Regions from separate parts of the Mus musculus genome. Here all the other regions are linked to region 2. Evidence: chromatin contacts called from public Hi-C, HiChIP or PLAC-seq and promoter capture Hi-C data. All regions are on one chromosome and are shown on one strand. The core of a region is the stretch at or near the end of the contact, and the rest is flanking DNA. Distances in the headings are between cores, read along the strand shown.

Region 1 (2,700 bases), core at 56-2,555, 470 kb after region 2:
ACTAGATCTTCTCATTACTGGGCCATTTGCTCAAGTAACCCAGGACACATTTCTCCATTCTTTGCTGTGTAATAACTGCTATTCAACTTGCTGTAGACACTATAAGGAACAAAGCAAGCCGCATACTTATGCTCAGTAAGCTTGTATTTTTTAAGAGAGGGAAATGGCCAGTAAAAGGTATTTTGGGTCATGACAAATGCTCTTTCTGAATTTGGTAAACTACAGTTCTTCCCACTAACAGCTAGTAAGTAGCCGTTGGGTTCTGTGACATCGCCAGCTGTTGCTTGCTCAGAGGGAACAAGCAGAAATGTTCTAATATAGAGCTTCTTTCACTTAACATGCATCAAACTGCCAGAGGGTATTATTAAAATGCAAATTTTTATTCCAGTGGACCTGGACTATGTCTTAAAATGAACCTTTTACAACTGCTTAACATACTCCCTCCACCTTAACTCGTCTTTAATGTGTCACTTCTTTATAACCAACTGCAGGACGAAGGTACAGTGGCTGTTTACCAGCCCCCACTGGGTTTGTCATACAAAGGGCAACTTCCTTCTCCACTCTCAACAGAGCTGTGAGATATCTCATTAGAGTAGTGGTGATTAAGTACGAGTCCTGTGTGCTGGGAAAATCCTGATCCATGGTGGCTCATCTAGGTCCCACTTTACAACTGCCCTCATCACATCGACAGAACCACAACAAGCCATCGAGAGCCAACGAGAGCCAACGGGAAAGTACCATTGTAAAAATGAAGACAGCTGCTTCCACAATAGAGCTAATTGCATGCTGCATCACAGATCTAAATTAGTAGTGAAAACAGTTATAAAAACTGACAGACAGTGAAACATGACTCACTTGAGATCCGCTGCCAGCCAGGCACACTGTCCTTGGCCAGTGTTCAAAAACTCACACCTGCATTTTTCTTCAATAGTAAATACAGAAGATGTAATTACTAGGAAAACATATGCCACTTTCCCAATGTGACACTACTATTTTCTTCCTAGCCACCATGAGTGGCATGGTTCTAAACTGACCACAATACTTATTTACACCCAGAAGCTTCCACAGAGCAACTGAACTCAGCTAAGACTTAGGATGAGTTACTATTCGCATGTTAGAGACTGTCATTAGTTTATACAGTTTTCAATGGTGTGTTTTGCCAACAAGAAATGTCTCAATGTCTTCTCAACTTCTCAAGGAAAAGTTAAATTTTATTATATAAGAAGTATCCATTCCCAGTTGCACATGAATATACCAGTCAGCTGGAATACTCAAGCAGCAGTGAGTCAGGATGTCTTCCCTAGCTCCCTTCTCAGCTATCCAATAATTGCTGTCTCAATAAGAAACAGATGTTCCAAGAAGACTTCATCTGTTCCTGCAGTCTAAACACATTTCTGCCTCCTCAGCTACAATGTGCTCTAGAGAGTCTGTAGATTCTGAAATGATACATATGAATCCTTCCAGGTACAACTATCGGAGGACACTCACTCTCCTTCATAGTAGGTATATCGCTAGCAGTGATAAAGAACTCTTTGGTATCTGACCAGCTAGGTATAGGTAATGACCCTACAAAGGTCATTTGAGCTAGTTGTCAAAGATAAATCTTCTCCATCCAAAATAGCTCAGAGAAGCCAAAGGGTTAGACACCACTAAGCTAAAGTGTGACAGCTCATGTTCTAATCATTACATTATTACAGTCTCATCTGATATTTTTAAATATACAAATTGTAATGAAATTTATTTCCCAACAAAGAATAATTTCATTGTGAAACCAGTTCAGAGAGCTTGTTTAATGTCCAGGTGACAAGCTGTCTTTGGAATGTTTCAGCTTTGCCTAGTGGAACATTGGCATTGTGAGTTGTGAAGCTACGTATTAACTAATACTTTCCACTTCTTCAGTTAATTAGTCAAATAAAACATAAGTGCAGAAACATTTATGAGATTTGTACTTGATTTTTCAATATCCAAGGTTGAGAACTAAAAATATAGTGTTTTCTTCATGTAAGAGAGGCCAGGAAACTTTATGAATATTTTTCATGTCATATTACTTTGTAAGTAAAATATTTATATAAACAAAAGTCCTATTATATCAATTTTGAGAATGTGAGGAACATATATCCAATTCTAGATGAGGGCCCTGTATTTCATGTTTATAACTTGTAGTTATATCTCTGAATCTCCCAGATACATTAGTAGGTATCCACAAAATCCTATCTTTTGTAAAGGCTTCTGATTCATTGGTCTCCTCAGAATTCAAGATTAGTAGCCTTTGCTAAGAAAAAATTGAAGTGAGGTCTTCTCAAAGTAAGAGAAGTTTGGCAAAGCTACTGCATATTGTCCAAGTTGGTTGGAGGGATGGGCATGAATGTAGTGGATTAGATTCTCCTGTCTCACTCATCTGTGGTCATTTCTGAAAGATGTAGGAAGAGAATTTGTTAGACTTAAGCATGTCTTCAGTGTTGTTAGGCCAGATGAATTAACCAGTTTAACAATTTAGATCCCAAATCTCATTTCAGCTATAATTCTTGTAAATCAAATGTTAAACTGGTAATTAACAAGGAGAGCCTAAGGGAGGATGGTTAAATCTCACTCTGAAAAATAAAATAAAATAAAATAAAATAAAATAAATAAAATAAAATAAAATAGACATAGGGAGTGGATGGCAAGAGGAAACTGAGTGGGAGATGGAATGAGAAGGGG
Region 2 (2,700 bases), core at 148-2,647:
AAAGGAGGCCCAAAATAGGATACAACTCATTTTTGAGGGGAGTAGACACAGCATTGAGTGAGGATCAGAACACATTCCTAAGGCCTCACTCAATCATAACTAGAGGAAAAGCCCATGTTGACAAAATAAACTTCTTCTGGTGGTCTGTGGCCAGTGTATGAGTCTTGAACCCTGCTCCCTTTGTACATAAACGAAGATGCTCAGTAGGCAGGAAATAATGGGGGATGCTACAGAACCCAAACTCAAGAATTGAGAGGGGGATTGGAGTGGATGTAGGTAATGGAACCAGGAGAGGGTCGTCCATGATCGAAACCCCATCTCCCAAGCGGACTTGGTTCCTTGCCTACTTTTCGGTCTTCATACTCCATTTGGTCTGGAGGCACACTATAGGTCACACACCCAAATCAATTCACGTTTGCAGGAATCTGGCTCCTGAACTGAGACAAGAGCCATTCTAGAAGCTTCCAAGTAGTCGAGGATATTGAGCAAAAAACCAAAAGGCTGCTCAGCTCTCTGGGAAAGCCAACTAAGAGAGTTCAGGCAGTGGCAAGGTATTCAGGAATGAAAGACATTGATTTTCAGCAGTCCCTGTAAAGACTTCAGTTGCCACTGGGGACGTCTAGATTCTTGGACATCTCTGTGGAGTCCTGAGAAACAGGGGCTTCTGCAAAAGCGCTTGCTGCGTGTCCAACTGTTTTCCAGTTTACAAATTTTCAACATAAATTAGTTGCAACTTGCTTCCCATCATCCCACTAAGACAATGCTGTTCTCCATTTGTTCTCACTGCCATCTAACACTGCTCCTCCTCTGCACACAGTCCCACAGCGGTGCTCTCTCCTACAGTCTCCGTCGGAGGAGGGGGGAGAGGACTGGTAGGTGTGGAGCAAGAAAAGAGCATCAAGAACCGCATCCTCTAAACTGTACTTTTGAGATTGCTGATTGGAACACGTTGTCTTCAAACAGCACGGAGCTAGGCCCTGGGACTGCTTGGTTTGTCGAAGCTATTCACTAAAAAGAGATCGACTGAGACCCTCCCTCCCCCAACAGGGAACAACTCATATTCTCTCTCTCTCTCTCTCTCTCTCTCTCTCTCTCTCTCTCTCTCTCTCTCTCTCACACACACACACACACACACACACACACACACACTCTCTCTCTCCTTGTACGCCTCTCTCTCTCTCTCTCTCTCTCTCTCTCTCTCTCTCTCTCTCTCTCTCTCTCTCTCTCTCTCTTTAAGCAATGCTTTGTTGTGCTAAAACTAGTTGGACGAGTTAGGGTGTTGCTCTGCTCCCGAAGCCCTGGCCAATGGAACCCGATCCACCCCGCTGTGCGTAAGCGCGCAATTAAGGATTTAACCAAGGCTGTGCTGCGCCTCAGCCAGCAGTCAGCCTGCGGGAGACAGAGCCTCCACGACTCCCAGCCTCCTCCTCCTCCTCCTCCCCGCCGCCGCCGCCGCCTCCTCCTCTTCCTCCTCCTCCCTCGCTCCCACAGCCATGTCTGCTTAGACCAGAGCAGCTCCACAGCCAATTCAGGCAGCAGCGGCCGCCGCAGTAGAAGAACAGCCACCGCCCGGGAGCTATGACAGGAGTGTTTGACAGAAGAGTCCCAAGCATCCGATCCGGCGACTTCCAAGCTCCGTTCCCGACGTCCGCCGCCATGCACCACCCGTCTCAGGAATCGCCAACTTTGCCCGAGTCCTCGGCCACCGATTCTGACTACTACAGTCCCGCGGGGGCCGCCCCGCACGGCTACTGCTCTCCTACCTCTGCTTCTTATGGCAAAGCGCTCAACCCCTACCAGTACCAGTACCACGGCGTGAACGGCTCCGCAGCCGGCTACCCGGCCAAGGCTTATGCCGACTACGGCTACGCCAGCCCCTACCACCAGTACGGCGGCGCCTACAACCGCGTCCCGAGTGCCACCAGCCAGCCAGGTAGGCGCGCGGGGGCGGGAGGCAGGTACCCAGGGCATCCGTAACCCCGCGGGCGCCAAGTTGGGTGGTAGATGAGGGCCACGCTGTCCGCACCCATAGAAGGGTGCTTCGCAGAAGCGAGTGGGGGCCTGGGACTGCAAACAGGACAGCACCTCACACCGGCATGGGGGGGGGGGCAGTGGAGGACTTTTGAAGAGGTTTAATCGGGTGTTTTGCCTCTGGCGCTGCTCGAGGATCCCTCCTTAGCTGGATTCCTAGCTGGCCTAGCCAGAAAGCCAGCTTGGCTGCAAAGAGGCTAAGGGATTTGGGGGGCGGGGGGTGGGTGAAATCAAGCAGCCCTAGTGGTGTTTGCGTAATAAAAGGAAAGTTAGTTGGAATTCTGGGTGAGCGTGCTGAGTTGGTGAGATCTAGTCTGGATTAGCCAGCGAAGCGCCCCGAGGCCTCTCATGGAGGGTGCGGGCAGCACACCGGGTGACCTGGGGGCCGGAGGGCTGCAGCCTGACAGAAAAGCGAACAGGGAACTTTGCGGTTTATCCAAGGTATTTCCAAATACAAAAAGTCATTTAAAATAGCGGAGGATTGCCGAGAGTTCACTCTGTTAGAGGGACCCCCCCCCACACACACACACACACTCCATCGAGTGCTCTCTCCGTAAGTGCCTAGAATTTGTCTGCCTTCCTTCTTCCCCACAGACTCCCCTTTCCGTCCACTGTGAAACTTCCTTAGAGCGTTACAGTGGGGTAGAGAGCTTGGGCGGTAAATGAGAG
Region 3 (2,700 bases), core at 153-2,652, 450 kb after region 2:
CTAATGAAGTATCCAAAACAACCCTGATTTCAATTCATGGATTCATTCTTTTTGTGGAATCCTATTGTAATAGGGAAGGGGTTTGTGAAGACTCGCCACTGCTCAGCTTCAGTTCCATTTGAACTAACTGACTACAAACAGTTATATGACTCTGTCTAAAGGTCCCTGTCTATCTTTCCCTTCCTAGGGGAAAAAAATCCAGATGAAAGTCAGCTCTAGAAATATTTACCATAAGTGACCATTAAAAGTGATCTGGGAAAAAAATGTCTAAAGCCCATTATTTTGGAAAAAAGATATTTTTGGAAAATTCATTTATTTGGACATAAGAAAATCAGTCTGGGGAAGCATGCATATGTATATATGAATTGCAAAATCTAGAAGGATTTATTTACTAAAAATCTAGTAGTACGTGTGTTTGAGTGATGGGATTATGGGTACCTAAGGCTGTTTGACTCGAGTTTAGATATAATGTGTAGCTCCATAAAACCTGGTATAACACATCAGAATTTACATGGGGAATAAACTGTTCTGACTCACTTAAACCTCTCCAAAACTGACAGATTTTATCATCTCCCTTAACAGATAAGGATCTAAGCCAGAGTTTAAGCCAATATTAGTCAATGAATAGTATCATGAAGGTCTACAAACTACAAATAACATGTCTTTTTAAAAATCTGTGCAATGAAGCAGTTTGTTTTTGTTTTTGTGTTTGTTTTTTCAATCTTAGTAAAATCTTTTCATCTCAGCAGACCAGGGTTCCTGGAGTCTTGCCATGTGAATCATAGCACAGGTCTGGGGTTACTCAAGAGACGCATTTTTAAAACAATACTCTGTGGTCTTCGGAAGAAGTTCTGAGTCTGCCTGCTGAGTATTTATGTTGGTTTTCCTTTACAGTCACTGCCTTCCTTGTTGACTCCCTCCTTTGATTTATTTCATTCTTTGTAGACAATTCCTCAAGAAGCAACTAGGTCAAAGTCTCCACCCCCATAAGTTTGCCGCTGGTGCTGGGCTCTGTGCCTGTCTCTCCTCCATCCTCCTTCCTAGACACTGATCTGCCTGGACCACAAGTTCATGTAAGAAGCCTTGTTTCATTAAACTCATCTCAGGCAGAACTTTAGATAGTTTTGCATTTCCCTGATGCTGCTCACACACTAGTGACTTTGCTTCATTATATTCTATGCTGATCTTCCCATCTGAGCGACATCTATCACTTACCAACCAAGCTTCTGACCAGCAAAGCCTGTTCTCTGCTCTCTGCTTCTCTGATGGCTCAGTGTGGCAGCCATAGTGCATCATCTGCTCAGACCCCTTCGGGTACCACTGTCAAGTAACAAAGAAGCCAAGGCTCCCTCGAGAGAGACTGAAGGATGCAGAGGCTTGGTGTTGGCCCATCCTGTGGGATACAAGACTCAAAAAAAATGCAGCTTCTCGTTTTCAGCTTGGTTCTTGTGGCTGCCAAAGCATATGGCCACAAACAGGGTGGGTTGAAACAATGGGCGAATATGCTCACAACTCTGAGACCAAGAGTGTGAACTTGAAATTCATGGCTTCATCCCAAGTCTCTGAGGGAAAAGTGTATGTTTTTTGTCTAGTTTGCTGGTGCCTGCCAGCAGTCTTTGTTGATCCTTAATTTATATTTGTATAATTGTCTTCATATGTTCCTTCTGCCTGTGTGTGTGTGTGTATGTGTGTGCTTGTGTGCTCCCTAGTACAAAGATAGATGTCATTTGATTTAGAACCCATGTAGATGATCCAAAATTATTTGATCCTAAGACCTTAGATTGAATATGCAGAGACTTTTTTTCCAAATAATGATACAGTCACAGGTCTCGGGTATATGGGGCAGAGCAGAGGTAAAAGCATTCAATCCGCTCTGCTCAGGAACTTCAGGAAAATGTGGCCAAAACTTTCCCAGGGATATGCTGTGATCAGAGACCTTCCTGGCTTCACCTGTGGCAGGTCTGAGTGCTTCCAAAGGTCCTACCTGTCCATTCGTACTATTTTTAATCTTTGTATTCCCTTAATAAATGTCTGTAAGTCTGTGTTCATCTTGGTGACTGTTCTCTTGGAGAGGGCAGGGAAGGGTGACTGGGACATACAAAATCTAATATACATTTAATTTGCTTTGTGGTTGTTTCGTCTGGTTTTTGAGACAAGGTTTCTCTGCGTAGCCCTGGCTGTCCTAGAACTCCCTCTGTAGACCAGGCTGGTCTCAAACTCAGACCTCTTCCTGCCTCTGTTTCCTGAGTGCTGGGATTAAAGAATCACTGTTACTTAATGAACACCAATGCTTGTCTTTATTCTTTCCCTCTCACTTCAGTACAGGAAGAAACTTGCTTTCCTATGTTTGTTGCTTAAGTTTTTGTCAACTTGATGCATGTTTTTTTTTGGGGGGGTGGTTAAGGAAACAGGAATTGAAAAACTGCCCCTATCTGATCGGCCTGTTGGCAGGTCTGTGGTATATTTTCTTGACTATGACTGGCTTGAGAAGGCCCCGCCACTGTGAGTGGTGCCAACTCTCGGGCAGGCAATCTGGGGTTACATAGGAGAGCAAAGTGAGCAAGCTAGTAAAAGCTCGTTCTTACTTCATTTTCACCAGTGTGTGCTGCAACATCATAGTTAATACATTACCATAAACATGAATTGACAGCCCACGAATGTGTCCATCTGAAGAGGGCAAAGACTAAAATCCATTCTTTA
Region 4 (2,700 bases), core at 44-2,543, 500 kb after region 2:
GCCCAAAGTGGAGTGCTAATATGAACACCAAGGGGCACAAGAGGCATGACCAGTGAATTCCAATGACCTGGTCCTCAGATCAGAGCCCACCAGGTAACAGAGGCATTGAGTTTGATCAGACCAAACTCAAAAGTCTAGGACAGAGAAAGCCAAACAAGAGAAACTAATATCCCTCTATACTAAGACAACCGTCTGAATGCCGTGACTGATATTTTAATCCCTCAGTACCCAGAGGTCAGGGATTTATGTGCCGGGAGTGGATCAGTCACGCACATATAATGGTAATGTGGAGCATGTGCCTGGGGCCACATGTCAGTCTGTGTCATCTTGGATGTCGCAGACACTGCACACGACACATGCCAGGATATCTGAAATGCTAACATCCACTTCCTTCTTACTGCACTCCACATCCTTTTCAGGGATAATTAACAATTTGGTGAAATTGATTTTGAAAAGAGGGGAAACAAAGACCACGTTTTATTTATTTCTTTCTTCTCTTTCCCTAAGATCTCTTTCCCCTCTGTACTCTGTAAAGTTCACGTTGGTGATGGAAACAACTGACTCTCATTTTGTTCTTGAGTTTTGGGTAACTCTATAGTCAAAGGGCCATCTGGATGCATTCCTTGAAACTCTTCTATCTGTGTTTCTGGACCATTGGTGGAGACATGCAGCCCGAATTCTGCACAGTATTCTGGGAAACGAATAGCAGTGAAATGGAAAAACTTAGCCTGCCCAGATAGGCCTCCATTTGGGGCTACACATTTGAATATGTGAAGCCAAATCTTCATTCCATGGGACTCTGGGGAAGTTTTGGTCAGCATGTAATTCGGTGTGGGTTGGGCAAGAAAAAGATAGGAGAACATGAAACTGCCAAGCTTGAAGCCTGTTACGCAGTTGTGACCTGACCTAGAATGTGGTGCTGAATTGTGTGTGGAGAACTCAACCATAAAGAGGCAGCTGTGGTCTTATTAGTCGTGAACTCGAGATTGTTTTTACAGAAGATGAATTGCTCCTAAATGATTGATCTGGTACTTGGAGGAAATGCTGTTCTCTGTACTCCTAAATGGAGACACTAACCAGATACTTGTCCCATACCCAGAATGGGCATTTGTGGTGTGGCTTGTACCACGGTCTGCTATAGAATAGTGACCTTGGACTGGCAGGTCCCCCTTTAAGTAGCAAACTTGCATTTTTCATCTTACCATGATATGCCAGAGGCCCTGAATAACAGCCTTCATCCTTTCTCAGACCACATGTTGGTGCCAGGTTTAAGCTGAGAGAAGTTGGAAGGAGTGTTTTCTGCAAGGTCTGACTGGGGCTGGAAAAAGGAATTTTCAGTAAGAGACAGTAACCCCTCCTAGAAAACAATCAGAGACTCTCTCTGTGAGCATGGACTCAAAGTAGTTTAAAATTTTAAACCAAGGGACATGTTCCTCCCTGTGCTTTGTGAGGTTTTACAGCAAAATCAATTGTTTGGTTGATAGATTAAATTGGCCAGCTTCAGCATTGCCTGGCAAGGTCTAACCTGGAGAATTAAGGGGCTCAGAGGAAAATCAGTAGGTGAGAGAAGCAAGCCTCCACCCTAGATCAAGCTGGCCAAACTCAAAATTGGCAAGTAGCCGGAATAGGAGAGTTAGGGTATGGGTGAACCCAGCGTCCTGGCCCCTGCCTCCTTCTTAGCCACAGACAAATAAAATCCTGAAGCTTCTGCCGAATGACTTCTCACAAATGTACACATGGCACCCTCTGGCTTCTATCCAAGGTCAAAATTACAGTATAGATTTTATTCCTTGTTCTCGCCTAACCTTTGGCATCAGACAAGTTTCCTTCTGAACCTTCTACCTTACTTACGGCCATTTCAGCCTGTTTTGGGGGTGACAAGATAGTAAACTACATGACTGAGGTGTCTTGGTCTTGAACACGAGGATTATTTCCAGATGTGAACTCAAAGGAGTCAAGTGTTAGAGCAGCTGTTGGATGAGAATAAAAGCCTTGAGAATAGCCCTTCCTGTTTGGATAGCACTTTATCATCACAGAGCAGAGTCTGCTCTTGGCTCATCTGGTTATCACAGAAGCTCTATGAAATAGGTCAGGCGGGGGTTCGTTCCTAATGCTACAGGTAAAAAGACTGAGCCCTCAGCTGTAACCCACAGGACGTCTCTCTCTCTCTCTCTCTCTCTCTCTCTCTCACACACACACACACACACACACACACACACACACACACACACACATTTACACAGTGAAATATCAGACTTGATATTGGTTTGCCACGACACCCAGACCTGTTCTACAAAAGAATTTGGAATGATGAGAGATCTGTAGCATCCTCTGACTTCATCTATTCGCCTCGGACTCCTCTTTCAGCTGTGGTTTCCTCCAATGAGATCATTATAACATTTTCTTTCTGGTTCCTAAAGTTGCACGCCTTGGAATGCATCAAAGTCTTCCTTAACGGGATCTTCTTACCAGCACAAGTGGGATAGGAACGGGTTTCGGTTCACATCAGATAGAGGCCAGGCTGATGATTACAAAGCCCATCAAAAGATCTCCTCTTCCTATGTGCCCCCTTTCCTTGCAAGCACATGCCTGAAAGGCAGTCTGTTTTGCTAGCCACCACCACCACCAAGAAAACAAGCTTGCTCTTTTTAGTCTGCCTGAGATGTACAGCTCTGGGAAGAACTGTTTACAGGATATGCC
Region 5 (2,700 bases), core at 151-2,650, 260 kb after region 2:
TGTACCAGGATACAGGTGAATCCAATTTGGTGGAGATATGCCCCTGCTGCCCTGATTAGCTGAAGCTGCATGCCTGGTGAGGTGGCGTGGCCTGCTGTGCGTGGATGGGAACTGAAAGTATAAAAGAGTGAGAGGCCCAGGCTAGAGGGAGGATTATTATTCAAGAGAGGATTACTATTAGTGGGGAGATATAAACAAGGGAGATATAAACAAGAGATATAAAAACAGGGGAGATATAAAAACAAGGGAGATATAAAAACAAGGGGGAGATATAAAAACAAGGGGGAGATATAAAAACAAGGGGGAGATATAAAAACAAGAGAGATATAAACAAGGGAGATATAAACAAGAAGAAACAGGACTGAATAAATGTGTGCAGAAGGATCCTGTAGCAGCGTCGTTCTTCCTGGCCAGTTGAGCGCGCGCAACACATCTATCTAGGGCCAACCTTTTTTTTGTTGTCTTTTTTAGACATGGTTTCTCTGTGTAGTCCTGGCTGTTCTGGAACTCACTCTGTAGACCAGGCTGGCCTCAAACTCAGAAATCCACCTGACTCTGTCTCTCTGCCTCTCTGCCTCTCTCTCTGCCTCTCTGCCTCTCTGCCTCCCTGCCTCCCTGCCTCCCTGCCTCCCTGCCTCCCTGCCTCCCTGCCTCCCTGCCTCCCTGCCTCCCTGCCTCCCTGCCTCCCTGCCTCCCTGCCTCTGCCTAAGTGCTGGGATTAAAGGCGTGCACCACGCCCAGCTAGGGCCATCTTCTTATACAGTTTAAAGCACCTATAGTTTACTTATTATACCTAATGCGAGGCAGATATTGTTTTTGTGTGATGGAGTCGTTGTTCTATCATGTTGTTTAGTGGGAAAAGAACAAGGAAAAATGTCTGTGCATGTTCACTACAGATGTAAGTTTTTAAAAAAAGTATTTTTGATCTATCGCTAGCTAGTAGGAGCCATGTGTCTTGACTCCGCACATAAGAAGTGTCAATTGTTTAAGAATAAAAAATAAAATAAAACAAAAAAAGGAGTAAGTTAACATTGCAGTTTAGGAGAATTTCATTTTGGCTGGGAGCTGGCATGCCCTGCTCTTCTCTTCTCTCCTCCTCCCTCCCTCTCTTCCCTCCCCTCCCCTCCTCTCCCCCTCCCCCTCCCTTTTCCTCCCCCATCCCCTCCCCCCCTCCCACTTCACATTGGTAGTCAGGGACTCTAATTCTTCATAGGGGCTTTCAGTATCCTCTATGCTACTTTGGATTAGGGCAACAGTCTTTCTGAGAACGGCCCAGCCACTCAGTGAGATTGGCAGGGTGCTAAGAATCCCCCACCCCCCACCCCCACCCCCAGGACCTACAGAGTGCCTACCTGGTCGTCATTGATCTGGAGCTCCCTGCTGTTTGCCTGACTTTTCCTTAGCCCTCTATCTTGATCTTAAAGCAGCTCCAGAGGAGATTTACTTCCTGGAGTCCTTTATCCTCCCAGCTCTCAAATTTAGATCTCGGGCCTGCAGGCTTTCCCTGCTCTGCTTCTTCCTCCTTAACGGTCCTCACAATCTTCTTCTCCCCAGACCCAAATAAGCTATTTGTCCATCTGGCTACCATCTTCTGGAAGGCAGCAACTGACAAGCCTGTAGGATGTTTGCAGAATCTAGGATTCTTTCCTTGGTGATCCTTGCTCACAAACTTACAGCATGATCGTCACGCTGGCAAGTGGCCAGCTCTTTGCAGTCATGAGCCTTTGTGAGACCAGTCGTACCGCCCTTTGGTCTGACAGTCTCCATAGAAGAGTTTTGCCTCTCTTTCCAGAAGAGAATCCTTGGAAGAGCCTTGCACGTGTTTTACAAAGCCCATCTATGAACTTTGTGCACATAGTTCCTCTCAGCTCTCTTTCCAGAGGACATCGTGTTTTACCCACAGGTCACTTACAGCTGTAAGCCCCCAGATTAATGTATCTGCCCACCATGCTGCAAACCGCTCTATTGGCTCGAAACACTGTTGAGTTTTCAACTTTCCATCCTAAGAAGGTTGTAAGGGTGTGGGGTGCGGGGGTGGGGGTGGGGGACCTCTGCCAAGTCTATATGCTTAGTTTGAATCGCAAAGCTGAGATTAGGAAAGGAGAAAAAAAAACAGCATTTTTCTTTTCCAAAGTTCTTCCTTTCATAGAATATGCTGTTTGCAGGCACTTGTCCAAGTCGCTGGAGTCTATAAGCACTGAAGCATTTCTGGATTTCTCATCTCCTGGTTTTCAGAAAATGCTGAGACACATAGAGGTTCTAACTTTGACTCTAGCAGCACCGTCTCGCTTTCCTTCCATTTCTGTGTGGTCTCCTCAGGAAAGGATAATTGCCCTGTGGCTTCCCCACTACCATTCATTCATTCAACAAATATTTACTTAACGCTTGCCATATGCCAGGCATTTTAATGCGTATTTCATTATATTAGACAAAATAAAAGAAAGAAGCAATGAGAGAGCAAAGCAGAGTCATCTTGTGAATGCTAAAACTTTGAATGGAGGGGATTTTGCCTTGTTTTGTTTTCTAGCAACAGGTCAATGGAAGGTTATATCAAATGGGTGGCGTGGGAAGGAACAGTTAAGTCATCTACTGGTCTCTTAATTGTTTGGGTTTATAACACAGCAGAAGTGACTGCAGTGAGCCGCCCCCCCCCCACCAAGCTTTCCTTCCTTGCTACTGAACTTCTAGGGTGCCCTTCTA

What was found. Promoter capture Hi-C pulls out the DNA fragments that hold promoters and counts their contacts. A called contact is a pair of places that touch in the nucleus more often than the background predicts. HiChIP or PLAC-seq counts read pairs in DNA pulled down with a chosen protein or histone mark.
Region 1: a contact with region 2 is called in an H3K4me3 HiChIP or PLAC-seq map of craniofacial prominence, with 4 times the contacts expected there. The contact joins the enhancer-like site here to the promoter of Dlx5 in region 2. A contact is called at or near these places in 2 of 39 promoter capture datasets (frontonasal cranial neural crest and trophoblast stem cells), 1 of 15 datasets of contacts at CTCF or cohesin (large pre-B cells), 2 of 484 Hi-C or Micro-C datasets (bone marrow-derived macrophages and epidermal suprabasal cells), 5 of 115 datasets of contacts at active chromatin or transcription factors (craniofacial prominence, embryonic basal ganglia, embryonic forebrain and 2 more) and 1 of 9 other capture datasets (embryonic stem cells).
Region 3: a Hi-C map of uterus shows a contact between it and region 2, with 2.1 times the contacts expected there. The contact joins the enhancer-like site here to the promoter of Dlx5 in region 2. A contact is called at or near these places in 8 of 39 promoter capture datasets (the C10 cell line, cranial neural crest, embryonic stem cells and 5 more), 2 of 484 Hi-C or Micro-C datasets (epidermal suprabasal cells and uterus), 7 of 115 datasets of contacts at active chromatin or transcription factors (craniofacial prominence, embryonic forebrain, embryonic hindbrain and 4 more) and 1 of 9 other capture datasets (embryonic stem cells).
Region 4: a promoter capture Hi-C map of embryonic stem cells shows a contact between it and region 2, with 5 times the contacts expected there. The contact joins the enhancer-like site here to the promoter of Dlx5 in region 2. A contact is called at or near these places in 12 of 39 promoter capture datasets (the 3T3-L1 cell line, 3T3-L1-derived adipocytes, the HPC-7 cell line and 8 more), 2 of 15 datasets of contacts at CTCF or cohesin (large pre-B cells and pro-B cells), 6 of 115 datasets of contacts at active chromatin or transcription factors (craniofacial prominence, embryonic limb bud, embryonic stem cells and 3 more) and 1 of 9 other capture datasets (embryonic stem cells).
Region 5: a contact with region 2 is called in a promoter capture Hi-C map of embryonic stem cells, with 2.6 times the contacts expected there. The contact joins the enhancer-like site here to the promoter of Dlx5 in region 2. A contact is called at or near these places in 6 of 39 promoter capture datasets (the 3T3-L1 cell line, cranial neural crest, embryonic stem cells and 2 more), 1 of 15 datasets of contacts at CTCF or cohesin (pro-B cells), 5 of 115 datasets of contacts at active chromatin or transcription factors (embryonic forebrain, embryonic limb bud, embryonic midbrain and 2 more) and 1 of 9 other capture datasets (embryonic stem cells).

What each region holds. Positions count from the first base shown.
Region 1 is chr6:6,413,471-6,416,170 of GRCm38.p6, reverse strand. No RefSeq gene overlaps it. Among named protein-coding and RNA genes, the nearest start is that of Gm52888, 25 kb to the right of the region's middle. Within about 2 kb of position 1,305, at least 27 of the 459 cell types and tissues checked have an H3K27ac peak or open chromatin away from gene starts, as enhancers often do. A contact at or near this core is called in craniofacial prominence and embryonic basal ganglia, where this site is marked.
Region 2 is chr6:6,880,765-6,883,464 of GRCm38.p6, reverse strand. It overlaps Dlx5 (distal-less homeobox 5), which reads left to right and starts at 1,397. Exons shown (of 3, transcript NM_010056.3): 1 at 1,397-1,933. The coding sequence starts at 1,579.
Region 3 is chr6:6,433,268-6,435,967 of GRCm38.p6, reverse strand. No RefSeq gene overlaps it. Among named protein-coding and RNA genes, the nearest start is that of Gm52888, 44 kb to the right of the region's middle. Within about 2 kb of position 1,402, at least 8 of the 459 cell types and tissues checked have an H3K27ac peak or open chromatin away from gene starts, as enhancers often do. A contact at or near this core is called in uterus, where this site is marked.
Region 4 is chr6:6,382,759-6,385,458 of GRCm38.p6, reverse strand. No RefSeq gene overlaps it. Among named protein-coding and RNA genes, the nearest start is that of Gm52888, 6.1 kb to the left of the region's middle. Within about 2 kb of position 1,293, at least 1 of the 459 cell types and tissues checked has an H3K27ac peak or open chromatin away from gene starts, as enhancers often do.
Region 5 is chr6:6,622,536-6,625,235 of GRCm38.p6, reverse strand. No RefSeq gene overlaps it. Among named protein-coding and RNA genes, the nearest start is that of Sem1, 45 kb to the right of the region's middle. Within about 2 kb of position 1,400, at least 9 of the 459 cell types and tissues checked have an H3K27ac peak or open chromatin away from gene starts, as enhancers often do.